2 separate regions of the Sus scrofa genome follow, and region 2 is linked to region 1. A link is a contact called in public Hi-C data. All regions are on one chromosome and are shown on one strand. The core of a region is the stretch at or near the end of the contact, and the rest is flanking DNA. Distances in the headings are between cores, read along the strand shown.

The links. Hi-C and Micro-C count contacts between places; a contact is called where the count stands out from the background.
Region 2: a contact with region 1 is called in a Hi-C map of undifferentiated spermatogonia, with 1.9 times the contacts expected there. The contact joins the enhancer-like site here to the promoter of ADD2 in region 1. A contact is called at or near these places in 1 of 5 promoter capture datasets (fetal liver) and 6 of 47 Hi-C or Micro-C datasets (brain, embryonic fibroblasts, fetal liver and 1 more).

The regions. Positions count from the first base shown.
Region 1 is chr3:71,727,601-71,731,425 of Sscrofa11.1, forward strand. ADD2 (beta-adducin) reads left to right here and starts at 2,282. Exons shown (of 17, transcript XM_021087396.1): 1 at 2,282-2,682.
Region 2 is chr3:71,794,590-71,798,082 of Sscrofa11.1, forward strand. ADD2 (beta-adducin) reads left to right here. Exons shown (of 17, transcript XM_021087396.1): 3 at 1,664-1,883; 4 at 3,466-3,493. The coding sequence starts at 1,701. Among named protein-coding and RNA genes, the nearest start is that of ADD2, 66 kb to the left of the region's middle. Within about 2 kb of position 1,737, at least 6 of the 83 cell types and tissues checked have an H3K27ac peak or open chromatin away from gene starts, as enhancers often do. A contact at or near this core is called in fetal liver and undifferentiated spermatogonia, where this site is marked.

The DNA.
Region 1 (3,825 bases), core at 1,032-3,531:
AATTTCTTGTATTTTTTTTAGATTCCACATATAAATATCATACGGTATTTATCTTTCTCTGTCTGACTTGTTTCATTCAGTATAATGCCCTCCAAGTCGATCCATGTTGCTGCAAATGGCAAAATTTCATTCTTCTTTTATGGCTGAGTAGCAGTCCAATATATATATATATATATACCTCATCTTTTTCATCCATTCATCTATGGATGGACGTTTAGTTTGCTTTCCTGCCTTCGCAACTGTAAATAATGCTGCTATGAATATTGCAGTGCTTGTGTCTTTTCAAATTAGCTTTTTCTGTTTTTTTTGTTTGTTTGTTTGTTTTGATATATACCCTGGAGTGGAATTGCTGGGTTACACGGTAGTTTTATTTGTAGTTTTTTGAGAATTCCCCATATGGTTTTCCACAGTGGTGTGGCAATTTTCCTTCCACCAACCATGTAGGAGGATTAATTCTGCTTGTAAAGTAAATTTTTTTGTCTCCTCTGAGAGGCCATGTGTAAGGTTAGGGCTCAGCTATGGAGCCATGGTGCTTGAGTTTGCATCCTGGCTTGGCCACCTACTAGCTGTGGAACCTTGGGAAGTAACCTAACCTCTCTGCGCCTCTGTCTCTTCATCTATTAAATAGGATAATAATATTTCCATCCTCATAGCGTTCTTGTAGGATAATGATCAAAATGCAATGGCAGGACCAAACAAGAGTTTGCTATTATTAGTTTGAGAAAGCTTAAGGACACACCAGGAAGAGAAAATGTTGAGTGATGAACATGACCAAGGGGATTTATGAAACCTGCTATTTCTAGACTAAACAAAAATTCTCTTCCCTTTTTGGGTTCTGTTTTAGAAAAGGGCTTACCATACCTGTGATTTTGGGGCTCTGGAGAAGGCAGTTCCAACTTCTCAGATATTATTGCTCAGCACCAATAGTGCTCAGGCCACCTGAGTGTCTCAATAAACATGTCATTTCCTGGTTCTGGCCAGACAGACTTCAGGTCCTGGTGGCTGAGCTGCTTGTAATTCTAGCAGATTTTGATGAGAGAATGGGGAGAGGGCTTCTGCTGAGTGATTCTGAGGATGAAGTGGGAACGGATGAGAAGCACTGAGTGGGGAAGTAAGGCTAGAGACCAGGGGTTGGAGGGGCTGGGGGAGCTAGAGAAGAAAGGCAAAATTCACTCTGGCCCCTGAAATGCAGTGCTTGCCAGGTGTCCTAGGGCTTTTGTAGTGGGCACTTTCTTCTTTCCTACACTGGTAGTAGCTCAAGTACAGTCGCATTTCTCATACGTTAGTTTTCAAAGGAATCGTTAGGAATGCTTGTTAAAAACATGGGTTTCTGGCCCCAGCTCCAGAAATTCTGATTCTGCAGCAGTGCTGTAGTGGGGTCTGGTGATTTTTATGCGGCTGTGTTGCCCCAGAACCTTGAGGGAGCAGAGGGGCCATGATCTGGATGGGGGCAGTGACCAGAGGCTTTTCTAGAAGCTGTACTTGCCCTGCCATCACATTTTTAAAAACATCTGGCATGAATGTTGATTTAGGGGAGCTTTGGGGTTGATGGAGAATATGAGCGTCTAAAGTCCCAAGCTGCCACCCGACATCCCTCTTCTCTGAGGGCCACACATTGAGAAACACCGTCAGAAAGTAGAAGTGAGAGTTGCCTTAGGTATACTACCATTTTACAGAGTTAAGACAATAAGGCCCAGAGAGGTTAAGTGACTTCATCAGGGTCACACAGCTAATTACTTAATGGGAGGTCTGAGACTGTAACCACGTATTCTGGTGCTCCATCCAGCTGCCCATTCACGAAACACCTGTTCCTTCTGGGGTGGGAGACTGGGGAGAGGAGGGAGTGAGAGGAGGAAATAGTGAGAATTGGAGGGACCTGGGCCCATACATAGCCTAAGAGGGTAGGGCAATAGCAAATATTTTGCCCACGTGGAAAACGGAATCAGCATTAGAATAGGGATTAAAAAGCCTTGGAATTCAAACGGTTGAACAATTGCTATTAAAATCACTAATTGAATTGGTCTTCTCAAGGCAAAGTGTCCTTTCCAGACAGGAACAAGACTTTTTCCTATTTAATCCCAGGAGGATACATCCTCTAACAGAGCTCACGTTTCAGATTTTCTTCCGAGCAACAACATGCTCACGTTGGCTCTTGGCTGTTCCGAGCAGCTCGCGGTGCGGGAGTGGCCGTGGGCAGAGGGCCTGGGCGGCGGGACTGCGGCAGCGCGGGCGGCAGGCTGCGGGCGGGGGCACTGCAGCACGGCGGCCCTCGCTCGGGTGGCCGGGCAGCGGCCCGCTAGAGGGGGCGCTGTGGGCACCGCCAAGCATTCTTTTGTCAGCGCACACGGCCAAGAGAGCTCTCATTTCCTCCCCGCCTGGTGCGGGAAATGGATTTAATTCTGACAGCACGGCTGTAAGGGACGAACGGCAACGAAAGCCTTTTGTCAAGGAGTAGCAGCCTCTGTTGTCTGTAATTACCGCTGACGCGGAGAAGCTGCATTGCTGGTGGAATTCCAGGCAGCTCTGGCGAGTGCGGGGCTGCAGGATGAGTAGAAAACATTGCCCTGACGATTAGCTGGGCTCATTTATCGAGCAGATCCAAAAAAGAAAAACAACAGCCAACAAACCAAACCCCACAACCCGCAGTGGAAGACCAGAGATGGATAAGATGCCGTGCAGGAGGTAAGCCCATCTTGGGAGTGGGCGCCGTGGGCTGGCCTTGGTTTTGTTTATTTTAATCGAATTTGAGACCCCTACAGCATCCTTCCACCGAGCGGGAGCTGGTTGGTCCAGAACGGTGAGCTTGTCTTAATGAGTGCGATGCAGCCCTTACCCGCGGCTGTGCTTTATGCCTAAAGGTTTTTGTTGCTGATGTAACATTGGAGGTTCTTTGGAAAGCCGGGCTTCCAAGCTCTGGCCTCTGCCTGGGGACAGCCGGACCCACTCGCCCGGAGCGCAGCGTCTGACAGGTGGGGCTTTCTTCTCGGTCCAGGCGGGCAGGCGGGCCAGCGGGCGGCGAGCTCCGCCGGGCGGGGCCGCCCCTCCCGCCCCTTCGCGCTCGGCCGCCGCCCTCCGGGGAAGCGGCGAGGCGCGCATGGCAGGGCTGGGCGCGCTCCCCCGGCCTCGCCATCGCTGAGGCGCCGCGCTCCGCCGCAGCTGCGGGCGAGCAGGTGCGGCGTCGGCAGCCGCCTGCACTGGGAGCAGGGGCGCGGGCACGTGAGCGGACCCGAGTGGGTTGAATTTTTATGCGACCGCACCAGTTTGGAGGGAAAAAAAGGCCACTGTCCCCGAGGAGGTCCGGCCAATCTGTTCATCTCTTAGATTTCATCGTCCCTCGGCTCTTTTCCCCTGCCTCCCCGGCCCTCCAGCACCCGGGAGGAGGCCGCCCTCCACCAGGGAGGCGGAGGACAGCGTCTGCTTGTTTTGAAATCGCGACCGTAGTCAGTCTACCTGGTGTTGGGGGGGAAGGGAGGGGCAAACTGCTTTAGGATGCTGATCAGGCGCTCGGGTCTAGCCTATTGTCTTGCCTTTTCTCCCCCTTTCTCTTCTCTAATCCCCACCCCCTGCCAAAAAAAAAAAAAAAAAAAAAAAAAAAAGAAAGAAAGAAAAGAAGAAGAAGAAAAGGGGGGGGGAGGGAGAGAGAGAAAAGAAGGAGGAGGGGAGAAAAGCCCCAGCCCACACCCTATCAAATTCTTTTGAAAATTGTCATTTATCTTTGACACTTGATTATTACCCATCTGTTTCTCTACACCCACTCTTCCCTCCTCTTGCAGTTTGTCGGCTAAGATTCAACTGACTCAAACGAACCTTATAAATACTAGAAAT
Region 2 (3,493 bases), core at 487-2,986, 66 kb after region 1:
GGCATTAAGTACAATCTCAAACATTCTAACAACCTGCCAAATATGTTTCAAAATATGTCTTTCGAGAATGTTTGTTGTGTTTGTTTGTTTGGGGCTGCCACGTGCAGGTGACTCCCTCTTCCATCCTCCATCCCATCCGTGTGGCTGTCGAGGGTGGCGCCAGCTGGTGGAGATCTGATGAGGGCTTTCATGAGGAGCCGACTGACTAGTGACAGAATTAAGATCAGAGGTCATAGTCTCATAAACTTGACAAAACCGGTTGTGGTGGCATTTGGAGGACACTTGTCGTCCCAGGTTGGAGTGGGAAGAAGGGCCTGGATGGCCTTGGGAAGTGGCACCTGACACTGGCGTTAGAGGCGCTGTGCCATCTTTGGCAGGCTAGCTAGAAATGGTCGGCATCTGGAATGGATATCTTCCGTTCCACAACACAACCCCTAACATCTAGCCAGTAGTATTTTAACCCTGACTGCCCATTAGAATCACTCAGAGCTTTTAAAAATCCTGATGTCCAGGCCATGCCTCAGACTAATAATATTAAAATCACTGATATCAGTAATTTTTCAAAGTTCTCCATGTGGTTCCAATGTGCACTCAAGGCTGAGATCCCTGCTCTAGGCCAAGGGTTCAGGTCTGTCCCTGGAGGGATCCTGTCCATGTGTCTTCCTTTGAATTTGCAATTTGCCTTTTGCAAAGGAGAAGAATGCAAAATAATAATAATAACAGCAACAACAATAATATCAATCAGTGGATCACCCAAGTGTTCCGGGCTAGTGGGACAGACTTCCACTTCCCTGGCCTAGTGCATCAGCCCAGCCCACCCACTCCAAGCAGCTGTAAGGTGGAGGGTAAAGTGCTGACAGAAAATGGAAGAAGAGGTCACAGACGGCTCACGGCCAGCAAGAATATGCTTTCCCCGTGGTCAGCAGGAAAAGGTAGCTGTGACCAGCCCAGCTCTCCAAAGGCTCACTCCAGGATCTAGATATATGGGCCTCTGGGCAGCCCGGTAACTTCGTGCCCTTCGGACAGCGTTTATTCTGTTAATGTTTCTCAATATTTATTTAGTAGGGCTTAAGAGAGACTAATTTTCCATTCGTAAAAATGGTACACCTTTTTTAAACTTGGAGTAAGACATTTACTAATTCTGCATTGAGACACTCTTTACATAAAGATTCATGATTCAGAGGCCAGGGCAAAGACAAAGTTGTAAAGAAGAGCCCTGCGGGAAGCATTTACCGCCTCTTAGACGGTCCCCGTTCTCTTTTTATGAATTTCCCACATAATGTTTTTAGGAGGCGTCTTAGAGGGTTTACATTTTACATCAAGTCCGATTTCCCAGTGAACAAGTTTACACTGTGTAGATAAGCATTACAGAACTGCCGCCAAAGTCTGCACGTCGCCCTCACCCTGGGAGACCAGACCGCTTGAACCAGAGTGGGGGCTGAAGCCGGGGGCCTGGAGCTGGTGACAAATTTCCACTTAGTCGGACGGTGCATCAGCGCCCCCTATAGGCCGGTAGCCGCGGAGCCCTGTCCTCCAACCCGCGCGGTCCCACTCACACCCTCCCGGGCATAGCCGCATCCCACCGCGAATGCCGCGGAATCCAAGCCCTCTGCTTTAGGAGTCGTGTACCCCGACTGGGAACAGCCTCCTCCCTTCTCTGCAGGGTTCCAGGAGTGGACCATAAACTCACCAGGAGGACTATGAGTGAAGAGACGGTCCCCGAGGCCGCCTCCCCGCCGCCCGCGCAGGGGCGGCAGTACTTCGACCGCTTCTCTGAGGAAGACCCTGAGTACCTGCGCCTTCGCAACCGTGCGGCGGACCTGCGGCAGGACTTCAACCTGATGGAGCAGAAGAAGCGCGTCACCATGATCCTGCAGAGCCCGGTGAGTGGGGTCTGCCCCAGGCGGGCAGGGGGAGGAGGGAGGGGGTGGGGGGACGCTGCACTTGAAAGATAAATAACTGCTCTTCCGCTCGTTCAGGATCTGAGCAATTTTAAACTCACTGAGCAAGACGCCCTGGTAACGTGGGTGTTTGGGTCTCTCTCCAGGCATGGGCAGCTGGCACATCCTCATTTAGGGTTTGGCTGGGTGGTTGGGGGAGCTGGGTCTGAAGGACAGGAGCCCCACCTCGGTTACTTGTGCCCCTTCTGAGTCTCAGTTTCCAACCTTCTTTTCTCTCCTCACTACAAGCTGTAACAATGACGTAACAGATTTAGGTAAACCAAGGGTGGGGGTGTAGGGGGAGGGTCACGTAGGAGATTTGGGGCTCCCTTTTCTGAACACCAGAAACTCTGTCCTGGCAAGTAAGGCTTTGATACCGGGGCAGGGGTGAAGTGGGTCTGAGCTCCAGAAGGTGGCGGAGTGGAGGGCCCAGGGGACAGGTCCTGATCACCGAGCCATGGTGCCCCTCTTGAGGTCAGTTGGTGCCTGCCTGGCGTGGACACAGAGCTCTTCCTTGAGGCGGGTGATGGCTGAGAAGGAGGGAGGGTGAGCCTCCTGGACCAGTGAAGCAGGCGGGTGATGCAGTCCTTGGAGGGGAGGAAGAGCAGTGGAAAGAGGCAAGCGGGGAGCCTCCCGCCGGTAGAGCTGGGGGCTCCTCAGGAAACAGGGCCTGCTCCTAAGTGCTGAGAAGCTCAAGGATGGAGCTGGCAAATCCAGGTACCTGCCAGGATGGGCTCTGCCTCAGCCCCTCCCGGGTTTTTGGAGACCCAGGGTGAGCAGGGCACTGTGTGTGACCCTGGTTGAAAGGGCACATAGAGGAGCAGTAAGGGGGATGGGCCGGAGGTCTTGGTGACAGGTGACACTGGGGAGTCTGGAGGAATATGGGATGGCAGGTGTGGGAGGAGAAGTGGCAGAGTTAGCACCAACCCAAGTTTTGGGGCCCGAAGGATGGGACTTCTCAGGCAGGCAATGGGGACAGGAGGTGGTCATGCTTCTTCTGTCCTTTTGTAGATTCCCCAACCCCTAAGTGGTTCTCTGTTTCCTCCTGAGGGTTCCACGCTGCCACCTGGTGGGCAGACATGCCCTATTTTTGTCTCAATGGTCTGAAAAGCCACGCTTAGAGTAGCAGGACTTCAGAAGTGGAAGTGACCTCTGAAGTCATCGAATCCTTCTGTATATGAGGAAACTGAGGCCCAGAAGAGCATAGGCCTGACTGATGGACAGGAAAGATGGCACACTTTTTCATTCAGTTCTGCTTTTTAAAATGTCTTTTCATCACTAAAGCGAAGTCTGATGGGGAGAGGGGGTCTAGGTTATCACTAAGGCAAAGGAAGGACCTGGAATCTGGAATATTGCCCACAGGGCAAAGGGCACAGGATTGTCCAGTGCCCTCTAGGGCCCAGATATCCCACTTGTGGCCCTGGCCTAGCTGACCCAGGGACTAGGGGTGGGCACTTGGAAGAGGGGCCCTTGGTCTCGCACACGAGATGCCCTGGGAGGACCAGCGCCTCGGGGCCTGCTTCAGTCTTTCAGGGAGGAGCTGGAAGGCCTCA